Linked DNA regions of Gossypium hirsutum: region 1 is linked to region 2. The links are chromatin contacts, called in public Hi-C maps. All regions are on one chromosome and are shown on one strand. Each heading gives the region's core, a stretch centred on a gene start, on an enhancer-like site or on the middle of the called end of the contact. The rest is flanking DNA. Distances are from core to core; before and after follow the strand shown. Region 1 holds the start of LOC107949827 (protein PHYTOCHROME KINASE SUBSTRATE 3). Region 2 holds the start of LOC107949829 (NAP1-related protein 1).

Region 1 (7,435 bases), core at 3,420-5,919, 130 kb after region 2:
GAACCTCCGTCATATGGACAACACTTTAAAGACATTTTCTGAAGGAGTCGACCCCCTTCAACTATAAAAGTAGCTCCAATGATATCATGGTTGCAAGTAAATGGCCTAAGGTTGGTGGATCAAGTCCTTGCATACATAGGTGAGCTTCATAATCATTACACGTTCTATACTAACATCTCTCCATTTAGCTCTACAGGTCTTCCAATCGAAGTGCTCTAGGATCTATGAACCAAGCTCACTGGGCAGCTACTCACAGCACATTGACTTTCGACAGAGTATCAAAGACAAACCCCCCATCAATGGGCAATACCTTTGATTGTTGAGGGATCGGTTAGCCCAACGAACGACTCTTCGAAGATTTTTCTTGAATGAGTCAACCTCCCTCAACAATTCCTAATTCAAAATATACAATTAGGGTTATGGTTAAAAGTAGACATTGTATAAAAAAAATATACATATACAATTTATGCAAAAATTATAGTCGAAATGAATTTAATCATTTTAAAATTATAAAACTAACAAGTTGTTTTTCGAGCCAATTCCTGATAAGTTTATTTTGAAACTTTAATTTCCCTTTCTTTTTTCATTAGTTTTTTTTCTAAATATAATATTTTATAAACCTTTGATTGAAAAAATTTTGGCTAAAGAAAATGAAAAAACCTTTAAAAAAAACACTTTAGTTTTACTCTTGTTGTTAATAGTATGACATTTCCTTCAAGCTAGATAAAAATAGTCCTCAAAGTTGATCCTTGAAATTGGAAATTAAATCCAAAGTTAAAAATTATGGCTTTGAAAAATTCAATTGTTCAATCAATGATTATATAATAAAAAAAATTATGAACATTTAATTTTTCATAAGAAAAAAATGAAAGAATTAATTGAATTTCCTTTTGATACATTGATAATGATTTTTTTTAATTTTTATAAATTGGTTAAGAGTTTATTATGTATTTTATTTATTTTTAATTATTTGTTTTAAAATTTTAAATCCACAATAAGCAAATATGTCTCACTAATAATCTGATTTAGTGTCAAATCATATCCCAAATTAATTAAAAACTAAAATTACGATAGTAAGTGAAAAATTATTTTTACAAATATTAAATTATTTATATAATTTTATTGTATATTATATTTTAAAAAGGGATTATGTATTGAATTTGATAATTTCAACCATAAATAAAACAATTAATAGATGTGGAATGCCTCTGTTTTAAAAGATGAAAATTTTGGCTAGGAAATTTAGGGTCTGTTTGATTACCAGTAAAATATTTTCTGTAAAATGATTTCTGGAAAATGTTTTACTTTTCTGTAAAATGATTTACTAGAAAATATTTTCTGGTGTTTGATTGAATCTGTATAAAATATTTTCTGCTGCTTGGCAGATTTTTTGAAAATATTTTTCGAAAAAGCTGTTTTTACATATATTAATATATATTAATAAATTTTTATATTTTAAATTATTTTTACATATATTGCAATGATTTATTTATAATAATACTCAATTATTAAGCTACAATATTAATTGTTATAAATTGAAAAAACTAAATATCAAATAAATTATTTGTAATTGTGTTAAAAAACAAGTATTGAATAATTAAAAAACAAGTTACTGGAAAATCGATAAACAGAAGTAGTTTTCTACCGGAAATGAAGGAAGGAATGAACGAGGCGATAGAGAGGAGAGCACGGAAAATGTCTTACGGAAATTGAAAGGGTAAGACATTTTTCCTAAATTGTAACCCATTTTTCCTTGTTTTGGAGTTCATTTTCCAAATGGAAAATGTTTTCCCCCAATCAAACGCTGAAAAAGTTGGAAATGATTTTCCGAAAAATCAATTCCGTCAATCAAACAGACCCTAATTGTAAATGTGAAAGGTTAAATTTATTGAATTATTTAGAATTAAGGTCAAATTGATAAAATGTGTAAGCATTGAGAACTAAATGTGTTATTATACTACTTAAAAAAAGGTTTTTCGTTATCAATTTAATGGCAAGTGACCAAAATTAATAGGAATGAATTCAAACGTTAGTGGTTAAATTAAAAAAAATTTAAAACTGAATAACCAAAATAGGAACGCAAGCATAGTTAGGTGACTATTTGTACAATTTACCTGAAGTTCTGTTACTTGTGTATACATATGGAAATCATAAATTTAGAACATAAGTGTGCATTTAAAGATAAGAAATAAGAAATAATGAAATGTTATATTTGAAACTAATAATAATAACACATATGCAATATTTATGAAATTAAAATTTAAAAAAATTAATTTAAATTGTGAGTAAAAAGAAATTTAAATAGGCAAATACATTAAATTAAAAATATTAAATACACTCTAATTGTTTATCAAGACATTGACATTTTCTTTCAAGTTGACTTGTGACATAAACTCAATCAATAAAATTATCAATAGATACAAATAATGCGAGTGAAACAATCTGTATGATAACATTGAAAATATTGTATAAAAAAATCAAAATAAAGCTTTGATTATATAAACAATCATATAATTTTAAGAAAAAAACCATAAGGTTATTATCAAAATTGTATATATGGTTTTGATAAGTTAACAAAAATTTTATATACCAAATATTCTTTACCTGAATACATACTAATAGTTTTTATTAATAAATGTTTCTAAATTGATTTAAGATGTTAATTTTAATAAAAAACTTAATTACTAAATAAATTAATTACATAAAACATGCATTACGACATTTTAAGCTATTCACGTAGAAGTACTGATATTTCGATTTTAATATATATATATATATATATATATATAAGATTACAAATGCAACATACAATAGATGACAAGAACATGGGAATGGGAGATTTGAAGACATGATATTATATGCCACTTTTTCCGTCATCATGTTTTAGGATCTTCAGTTTGGAACACAAACAACAAATGCCAACGCAAAGTTGTATGTTTGTAGTCTCTCAAGTGAGGCAAAGACTGCTTCTTCAAAAGCAACTTGGCTTTAATCCTGTACAGAACCTCCAAACCATGATTGTCCCCGCTCCCCCAGTACAATTTCATTATGCCATTCTGCTAAAATTAGCTAAATAATAATGCCATGTTGGAGATTATATGCAATACTTTAGAGCAATTACATAATTAAATACGCCAATTAGGAAAGTAATTTACCATCTCTTTCTATATGCAGTACTTTCAGCCACCATGACTGCTTTGTGTCTTCGGCACCCCAATATCCCACCTGATCGGCTTCTTTGAGCCTCTTTGACGGTGGTTTTTGATGCCGGAGCTCTAATACTTTTCGCTGATTTCGTTTCATCATCGTAACCTGAAACAAATGAGCAGTCAGCTGCAGTACTGGCAGTGACCACACTCCATTGAATGCTGGTCTCGCTTGGTGCATATGGGGTCATCTCACCATCGCCTAATATGTTGCCTATCTCAAAGAGATCTGAGCTACCTTCACTATGTTCATCATCATCATCCCCTAGAAGCCTGCTTTTGTATATAGATGAAATGGTTGGGGCATTTGGAAAGGCATCCCATGTTAACATACACAGTTTCCTCTCAAGGTTCTTGGCTATGTCTCCTTTGTTCATACCACTGGATCCGAACACTTCCAGGGATTTTCGTGGATCGAAACTCTGGGTGTCAAACTCATCTTCCACCTTAAAATTTGCTTGAACCAGCTTCGTTCCGTCCATGTCTATAGGCCTGTGATCGGTTCGAATGTGTTCTTTGCTGTAATCCTTTCCATGAACAACGTTTTGATTGAGATAAACAGATTTCCCATCTGAAGAGGACCCGCTGCTACCAAGACTGGAGAAAAAGCTCCTTCCATCGACCTTGGTTCGCCTGTTTTCGGATCGACTCCTTGTAAAATTCGGTAACGAAACAGATTGGATGTTCCAACTGGTTTCTGAACTTGCACTAAGAGTCATATGATGAAGATCGATTTGGTTCGAATACTTGTCATAAAGCTTGGGACACTCACCATCATCGAGCTCCATGTTGAAGTATTTTTCGGCACCGAAGACACCGATTTCACCCTCTTCGATCTCATCTCTTGGTTCCGGATGCTGATTCGCAGGCTCCATAGGAAAACTCTAAACGAAAGTTTATAGGACGAGGACACACCGGATTTAACTCGGTTGATTTATGCAATTCAAGATTCGAGGAAGGACCGGCAGATCAGTTGGCATGAATTATGTATATGTAGAGGCACAGGGGCAGGGGTAGGGGTAGGGCTGCAACGTTCCATGTTTTAATGAGGTGGGGCATGGATTAACAAATCATCTCGTAGATTATATATTTGAACCAATTTAATGACATGGGGGAATTATCTTTCATTTAGTTTTCGACATTATGCACCAATAGTTGATGATAATTGGTATATATGGATGGTGTGGTGACAAGTGGAACATGGCTGCAGTTTGAGGTCACCCACCAATGATTGTACTAATGCAGGCCTCTATAGATATAGAAGCGCAACTGTATTTTCAGGGATTAAATATTTGACAGTCAAGAGCTTCCTCATTTGACTGTTTATAATTCCATCACTCCGTCGATGTTGTAAATAGGACACAGGAATATTATCCTCATCATCTGCCATTCTTGTATTCTATTTCTTTCACGTCAGAAAACTTTTTACTTCGATAAGCTCCTTCATTTCATCTACGAGCAAAGACAGAATTGTGGGATGGGTCGAAATAAAATTGGAAAAAAAAATTCTAGAGGTTTAAAGGGAATATATTGAATTATTACTATTTAAAAGAGACTAAAGTTATAATGGTATAATTTAACCTACAAGCCAAGACCCATGGCACATTGATATGCCCTGGATGGTAAAATAGTTGGGTAATTATTATTATATATTATAATATATTTAATTTTAACATAATATGTAAAAACAACTCAATCTAATATATCATAAATTTAGAAAACAAATAAAGTTGCACTAAGCCTTGAATTTTTTTAATATAATATTTTTGTTAAAATTTTTACGGACTTTCAAGTTTGTACGAGTGTATCAATATTATTTGATGTTTTATATATATATATGAAATGTTAATATTTGAGTTTTTTTTTTTTTTGTTCTACAAGTCTCTTTCTTTAGAACACTTGTCATCCTCTAATTTTGATTATAGAATCTAAACTCCACTAGCAGCCTAACAATATTTTCTCATTTTCTTTTTATCATGTCGGAAAACTTGATTGGGTATTTCAAATGAAGATCTTAATACAAAAAAAAATGTTCGTTTTAAGGATCCCACAACAAACATTGAAAGTTTTATGGCTGTGGATTCGACTCCAATGCCGCTGGAGTCATGGAAAGATAAATGGCTGAGAAGGGGAAATCATGGCTCTACCGGAGAGGAGGATCTTGAGTTATTAGAGGGCGATGTCACGAAGACTACGATTAATGGAGTTCCCACGACCAACTTCTCTAAGAGAATCCAACAGATTTTGATTAGAGACATGGCAACCACGGTGGTGGTGAAATTGTTGGGATGTAATTTAGCCTATTCCACACTGCAAAATCGAATCCTTAAGTCTCTGGAAGCCTTCACATCACGTTGAGAATGACTATTATCTAGTCAAATTTCAGAGTAAGGACGATTATGAAAAGGCGCTCACTCAGGGGCCGTGGACTGTCTTTGGACAATACCTCACGGTTCAACCGTGGAGTCCAGATTTCAATCCCCTTCAGCCGTTCCCGAATCATGTCATGGCTTGGGTTCGTTTTCCTAGTTTACCGGGGGTCTTTTATAAGAGGAAAATTTTGGAAGAAATCGGCAGTCTAATTGGTAAGGTGACTAAACTTGACTTTTTATCAATCTAAACAAACCGCTCATACCACATGTTTTGATCAACGGCATGGTGCAACGCGTTGAATACGAGTTGCTGCTGGCGGTTTGCTTTTTGTGTGGCCGATATAGCCACGTGCGTGATCTTTTCCCTTCCAAAGAAACTGTGATGGATGGTGAAATGGCCAAAGAAGCAGTCATAGTGGACTTACCGGAGAAGGAGAAGATGAAGGAGTCGCCGGAATCGTTTGGACCATGGATGTTCGTTGAAAGAAAATCTCGGAAGAATTCAAGGGGTAATGAGAATCTAACAACAAAAATATTGCCTAAACAAGGGATGGGCTTCTGATTTAATGTTTTGTCGAAGATTGGAGATGGCATGAATGGAGCGATAATGGAGGAATTTTCGTGGGTCATGTCCCATATAGGAAAATTTAAAAAAAAAAAAAGTCACTTTCACAAATGGGGGAATCGGCTAAGGAGTAGCCTGTTTTAAGCAAAGTAGGCCAGTCTTATGGGCCTGTTGGTAACGTTGATGTGATGGAGGGCAACGGACCAGGATTAATAGAAATAAGAACCCATTCAAGGCCCACACACGAAAGTCCAGGTAAGCTTTCTGATCCAATTGAGATTGCTTTAAAATTTGACTTACACCACGTTTGGTTCGCTTTATTGGGTTATAAGTGTAATGGAATAGAGGTGTAATAAAAAATCAACTGTTTGGTTGAATGTAATGGAATAGAGGCGTAATGAAATAGAGGTGTAATAGCAAATCAACTGTTTGGTTGAATGTAATGGAATAGAGGCGTAATAATAATCTTGTGTTTGGTTGAATGGAATAGAGGTGTAATAGCATAATGGAAAAAACTAAAATGACTAGAATACCCTTAGCATAAATTTGTTTTGGTAAATGATTATTGTTATTGTTATTTAAATTTTAATAAGATTATTATTATCAATAATAAATAATTTAATCATATTTAAACATAATTATTATTAAACATATTTTAATTAAAATATATAATTTAATAAAATTCTTAATAATTAGCAAAAATTTGTTTTGGTAAATTATTATTGTTATTGTTATTTAAATTTTAATAAGATTATTAATATCAATAATAAATAATTTAATCATATTTAAACATAATTATTATTAAATATATTTTAATTAAAATATATAATTTAATAAAATTCTTAATAATTAATATTCTTATATGAATTTACTCAAATCATAATATATGATACTGTAAAATATAAATTAAAATAATTATTATTAAATATATTATAATTAAAATATATAATTTAATAAAATTCTTAATAATTAATATTCTTATATGAATTTACTCAAATAATAATATATGATACTGTAAAATATAAATTAAAATAATTATTATTAAATATATTATAATTAAAATATATAATTTAATAAAATTCTTAATAATTAATATTCTTATATGAATTTACTCAAATCATAATATATGATACTATAAAAGAAAATTCGAAATAATTAATATTAAATATATTTTAATTAAAATATATGATTTAATAAAATTTAAAATAATTATAACTAATAAATTATATTTTATGAATTTGTATAATTTAAAATAATAATTATTACATATAATTTAATAATAATATATAATT
Region 2 (6,651 bases), core at 3,466-5,965:
AAAAGAAAAATAAAGATCCAGAGCAATATAGATAAAATCAATCAGTAACATGCGAAAACTAAATGGATTCAGCATTTTACATATCTATTTAACAGAGCTTTTTAAAAAAAAAAAAAAACTATAGATAAAATGCCTGCATTCCAATATCATGTAAGAAGCTTTCACTTCGTGTCACCCTCTGGGAGGAAACCAGAAAAACAAAAACACAAGGGAGGAAAGATCAAAAAGGTGAAGAGATGGGCAAAAAGAAACGAGTCATAGCTATGCTTACAATAACGAGAGTTGCTTATAAAACATAGAAAGCTATCTTAAAGATGGCTATCTTCTCTATAACCTTACTTAGCTATGACTAGGAGACAACTTTACACCAGTTCTTACTTGAGCAAGAGAATCAACTACTATGATTTAAGGCTGTTAAGTAATTTAGTCATCCTCGTCGTCGTCATCATCGTCATCATCATCATCATCTTGATCATCATCAGAGTCATCATCATCATCTTTACCCTGTAAATGGACAGATATCAAAGCAGGAGATATTATCTAACCTATATCTTTAACAGAGTCAAATAAAATTATGTCATCATCATCTTTTCCCTGTAAGTGCGAATATAAATAAAATAAACATAAATGCTACAAAATTATTAGTCTAATATATCTTTACTTTAAACAGAATATATAATTAAGCCATCACCATCTGACAACAATTTAGTTATGTCTGACAAGTTTAAGAATTTCCAGACGCAGCAACAAATCCCAAAGAGCTATTACCTGAGTTGTGACCTAGGCGCAAGTACTCCCTAAGAATAAAGAGAAAAGACATATAGTGCTTCCTTAAATAACAAAACAATCTTTATTATTGAAAATTCAACCTCATTCTCCCACTTTCCTTTATTCCAGATTATAAACATCTCCATTCTGAAACCTGAATCTCTAATTTAGTCAAATATGATACACTGGACGACAACCATTCTTTCTCTACATGAAATGTTCTCCAAAAACTTACCTTAAGCATCTCAAATTATATTCTCAGACACCTATCACCTGCAATCTCAAAGTGCTTCTTCATCCAATATAAGATTTTGACCATATTGAATTGGGTGGAGAGTTCTAGAGCTAAACTTGTCAGAGATAATCTAAAAGGCACTCGTATAGAACAAGATTCACATATCAAATTGCACTCATTTGATTACGGTTAACCTCTTGCCCCATATTGCTCTATGAGGCATTCAAGTATTCTTGGGCCAAAGCATAGAACAAATTTTTTTGAGATACATAAATCACAAATCTCACTCCTATCACTATCCAGTTTCAGAGGGATTCTCCAGGATTAATATGGAAAGCATAGAAATCGTAATATATTTACATAAACAAGTAGGATTACAAGAATTTTAACAAAAACCAGCACCTTGTAGGACTATCCATACAGAGTAGAAATTCTGAGTTAATATAATGCATTATAAAGAGGAATAGTAATTTACTGCATAAACTATATCATCTTCAATAACCAACTAACATATGATTATTAGAACGGTTTAAGAGTTAAGTCTATGAACAAGTAACCTCAAACCTACACGAGTGCATTTTTTTCTGAAAGAAATAACAAACACAGTAAAAATGGGACATGAAAGAAAGTATTCAGTTTCCCAAAGAAACGAAAAACAGAAAAATAGTATACCTCTTCATCACCTTCATCTCCGTCAAAATCCTCTTCACCGGCCTCCTGCATCAAGAAAGTTCCAATAACAATTAGCAAAGGGAAACAAAACATGATCACGAAAAACAGTATGTACAACAAATCATGAGAAGCAGGAGGAAAAAAGAGGTTACATTGTTGAAATAAGTGAGAGGATTGGGCCATAAATCCTCCTTGATAATCTCTGCTACCTGCAGTGTTCATCAAATGAAAGCTTAGACCAGCGCTGTTACAGAATGAGTAAAATAAACTAATAGTACATGCATAGAGAATTTACCTCATCATGAATTTCATCCATGTCATCTTTTTGCTGAGCATCAGCAAACCAGGTAAAGAAGCTGTGTTATATGTTGATAAAATTTAGCACAATACAGAATTGGTTTGCAGTGTGACTCATAAATGAAGGATCAAATACAAGTGGCATAAATGCATATGAACTTCACAACATATTATAAGAAATTTCAAATATGTACATGCATATATATATAAATACATAGCAGTTATAGAAACACCACCAGTATTGTCAGAAGCGGACTGGACCAGCCGGTTGAACTGGGAACCAGTGGTCCAACCAGTTTGACAATGATATATAACCACGAATAGAGCAAACTGCTATGAACCGGAAGAAAACTGGGAACCATGACCAGAAAAAGGCAGTCCAATCAGTTATGTTTTTTTTAACTTTTATTATTTATTTAACTATTGCTCAACTGGTTGGACTAGTAACCGGCTGTCTGACCAGTCCAACCACCGATCCAACTCTTATAACATAGCACGCCACACAAAGTGACTGCATTTCACAGCATGGAGTGATGGAGATATTAATAAACTGATCTCAAGTTTTATGTTACTCAAGTCCTAAGCCTGAGAAAAATTGACTGATGGGTATGATAAACAAACCTTTCTTCGGCAAGTTGTCGCTTGTTTCCTTTTTTCTCATGATTAACTCCATTTGGCAAGCCCTTAACATTTAAGGAAAATAATTTCATATGATATCCAAGGAAAACATAAAACAAGAAGCAGGATAGTCATCAAAAGAGAAGGTCTTACCTTGCCCTCTTTCCACTTGATTGGGGTAGCAGTAATTTTGGTTCCATCATCAAGGAAGGTAAAGGTCTTTGTAAGCTTTGTATTTTCAAAGTACGGATTGGAATTAAAATTCTGAAAAATTATAATAAAGCCGGTCAACAAATCATCAGATATATTAGAGTATGAATTATGTTTCTTCTAACAGTAGTTCAATGCAAGCAAATGAAATTAAGAGCAACTTCAATCACCAAAAATAAGGTAAGAATAGGAATATGAATAAACTTACAAATGTGATAGTGTATCCAGATTTCAGATCTTTAAAATCCTCCACTTCAAGTGAGTTAATATATTTGAATATCTACCAAGAATAATAATTGAAAATAAGAAGATCAATAAATAAGAAAGAATTCACAAAATTCAGGCAAACATCAAGAAACATCTATAAAAAACAAAATCAAAAATCAATGTTGGAAAGTAAAATAAGCGCAAAATGATAAGTTCATTTTGGGAAAGAAGTGACATTAAACCTTCTGATCCTCTTCAGTCAAAAGATCACCAAGAGCAGGATGGCTCAAGAACTGCACATGAAGAATGCAAGTCAATTTAATACATTCTTCTGAACATGTAAACAAATTTAACAAATTGTTCACCATATTAAGAACGGAAGAACAGAATAACTTACAGCTGTTAACCAGAAATCAGGAATTGAATTGATGATTTCATTCCGCTTATCATAGACCGGTTTGCGAACTTCATTGTATTTCTGCTCCACTTCCAAGACTTTCTCACTTGCCTCTTCATTGATCTACAACCAAAAAAACAGAACCGAAAAGCTTACAATCAGAAACACCACATGTGACATTTACCACTTCATCTGTACGCTTGTATGCAAGCATAGCCACATTAAATCACCTGCCTCGCAATAAGACATAATAATCCAAAGTAACTTCACAAATAAAAGAAGAAATCAAAATTGTGCTTAACAAAGCTAGGGGACACTTAGATACACGGAAGAAAACATTAAAGGACTCAATCATACTACAAAGATGATCAGATGCAAGAATTAACAATCAACATTAGATCACCAAATAAATATACATATAAAACAAAGCTTAGCACAATAATTCAGATGAACCCAACATAAAAACAGCATACAAAGCCGATAAAGTACAAATATTAACGACCAGAGCAGTAAATTTTAAACATTTATTTCATCGACCCGCAATTGAAATTACAGCAAATACAATACTTTGACACTTAAAACATCATTCAATTAACATTATACCATAAAAAAACACAAGGAAATCCAAATTTTTTATTTAAAAAATTCTAAAATTTGCTAATTTTCCAGCTCATACACCTTAAACAAGGGAGAAATGAGAAGAAAAAGGAAATCAGCATATACACGCATTATATAAATGAAAAAGCGGCATGTAGATAAAAATGGACCTTCTCAAGCTCGCCTTGGATCTCTTGAAGCTTCTCGATGGAAATGACGAGGTCTCCATCTATTTGATCATGGTTCTCTTCCTCTACTTTCTCTGCTACTTTCATCTTCTTTCCTTTGTCGGCCACCATTTTCTAAACCCTAGAGAACAATATAATAAAACCCTAATCCTAAAAATTTCTGCCTCTTCTCTCCTCTCTCTCACTTTTGCTCCCTTTCTCTTTAAAACCCTAGTTCTGTTTTTCTTGTGTTTTCCCTCTGATATCTACGGGGACAAAAGCGAGTGAGTGAGTGAGTGAGTGAGAGAGAAAGAGTAGAGAATGCTAGGGTTTTGGGAGTTTATATCTGTTCAGTTGGGAGCTGACACCTGTAATGAGGCTACTAAGGTCATTTAATTGTGAGATGTTGAGGGTAGTAAGGGTAATTCAAGGATGGATTCGGATATTTTTGAGTTCTGATGTTCGGAAACAGAATCTTTCTGCGTGCCTTGCGGTAGGTAGTACTTCAACCCATTGTGTCCATAGATAAGGTTGGTTGGTTAGTTTACATTACAAACTTTGATATCTTTGTATAAATATAAAAAAAAACTAATGCCACTTTATTTTTATTTAATTTTAACCTTTCAAATCTTTATATTTTATTATTATATTTAAATTAAGAATTATAAGGATAACATTTGGGATGTAAATTTAGACAAATCTTCTAATGTGGTACCTAAATTTTTCAAAAAAATTATTTTTACATTTGATAAACAGTGATAATTTTTAACCTATTGAAGCACGTGATCCAATGATAAGATTTCATGTGTCATTGTACGTAAAGTTATTTTTGTATTCAAGTAATTCAAGGGACTTAAAGCTAATTATACCAATTCTATTTTTGAGGAAAAAAATCTCTAGAACATTGCCTTTTTCGCATTCTCAACTTTTCGTGTCATCTTTTCTTCTCTGCTCCTTTAATCAATTAAAAATCGAGTTGTAACATAGTGTTACAACAAAGTAGGTAAGTACTCCTAGGATCGTACCCAAGGGAGGCGAGTGCTAGATCTATTCTAACCTAAACACTAAAAGACCTAATTAGTACTGTAACACCCCGAACCCGAGACCGTCACCGGAGTCGAACACGAGGTGTTAACAGACTTTAAACCACTTATAAAAAAAAATTCCCAGACACTGCCAATCTGCGTACTAGTCGCTTTAAAAATCATATCTTGAGTTCAGAAACTTGGAATCCAGTTCCGTAAATTTTCCCTGAAACTAGACTAATATGCCCATCTACATATTTTTTTCTAGAATTTTTGGTTGGGCCAATTAGTACAGTTTATTAGTCAAAGTCTCCCATGTTACAGGGATCGACTACACTGACCTTTGCGCATTACGACTTGGATATCTCCCTGTACAGGGCTTCAATACTGATGTCGTTTGTTTCTATAGAAACTAGACTCAAAGAGGAATCTATACATATATGGCATGACTCCTAATTATCTCTGGTTAATTTATAATGAATTTCCAAAGTCGAAACAAGGAATCCAGAAACCGTTCTGGCCCTGTCTTACGAGAACCTGAATATCTCTTAACATACTGTCCATATGATCGTTTCGTTACTTTCCTATGAAAATAGATTCATCAAGGTTCGTTTACATAATTTATTCACTATTTAATTTCATTCCTACTATTTTTAGTGATTTTCCAAATCTACATCACTGCTGCTGTCAGCATCTGCCTTTAAGGTAGACTTTACCTATTTCATAGTTTCCATGATTCAACTAGCCCTTTTAGCATAAATAGCACAATTTATGATAGTGATTAACCATTCCCATGGCCAATCCTTGTTAAGCATATCCACACCTCTCAATAACCATATTCATACCAAATGATTATAACATTATACTCAAACATATATAAGCCATTTTCGCATGGCTATCCAAAATTATACAAGTCCAAAGGGTCCATGACCCACAACAAAAGGGTAGTCCTATACATGCCATTTCGAAGTTCAACCAAAATTGTACCAAAAGGGGGCTTTGATAGTGTGGGCGACTTCGACTTCAAAATCCCGAGTCCGATAGCTGGAGAACCAAAATCTATAAAACAGAGAATCAAGGAGACGGAGTAAGCAATTTATGCTTAGTAAGTTTTGAGCAAGGGATTCCAGCACAACAAAAGTATAGCATTCATGTAGCTAAATGGATAATTTCATATGCACAATTTTTCAATATCATACTTACTTCACATTACCAACCCTTTTATTCATACACAAAGATCAACTTAGCCAAAGGCCGGTAGCTCATTTATCAACTGAGCGAATACTTATTTGTAAGGGCTCAACTAATTCAAAGCACATACGAAACATACCTCAATGTTGGGATGTTTCAAGCGTATTAACTGAAATTTTTACAGCAAGATCATTCATTCCCAAATCACGTACCTTCGGAATTTAACCGGATATAGCTACTCGTTCAAATGCCTTCGGGACATAGCCC

What was found. A called contact is a pair of places that touch in the nucleus more often than the background predicts.
Region 1: a Hi-C map of leaf shows a contact between it and region 2, with 2.1 times the contacts expected there. The contact joins the promoter of LOC107949827 here to the promoter of LOC107949829 in region 2. A contact is called at or near these places in 4 of 34 Hi-C or Micro-C datasets (hypocotyl, leaf and petal).

The regions. Positions count from the first base shown.
Region 1 is chrD03:38,032,426-38,039,860 of Gossypium_hirsutum_v2.1, forward strand. It overlaps LOC107949827 (protein PHYTOCHROME KINASE SUBSTRATE 3), which reads right to left and starts at 4,670. Exons shown (of 2, transcript XM_041090065.1): 1 at 3,156-4,670; 2 at 2,750-3,059. The coding sequence starts at 4,081. The coding sequence ends at 3,047.
Region 2 is chrD03:37,898,631-37,905,281 of Gossypium_hirsutum_v2.1, forward strand. LOC107949829 (NAP1-related protein 1) reads right to left here and starts at 4,716. Exons shown (of 10, transcript XM_016884601.2): 1 at 4,172-4,716; 2 at 3,405-3,527; 3 at 3,250-3,300; 4 at 3,009-3,080; 5 at 2,744-2,854; 6 at 2,594-2,655; 7 at 1,971-2,031; 8 at 1,828-1,884; 9 at 1,676-1,720; 10 at 120-504. The coding sequence starts at 4,300. The coding sequence ends at 424.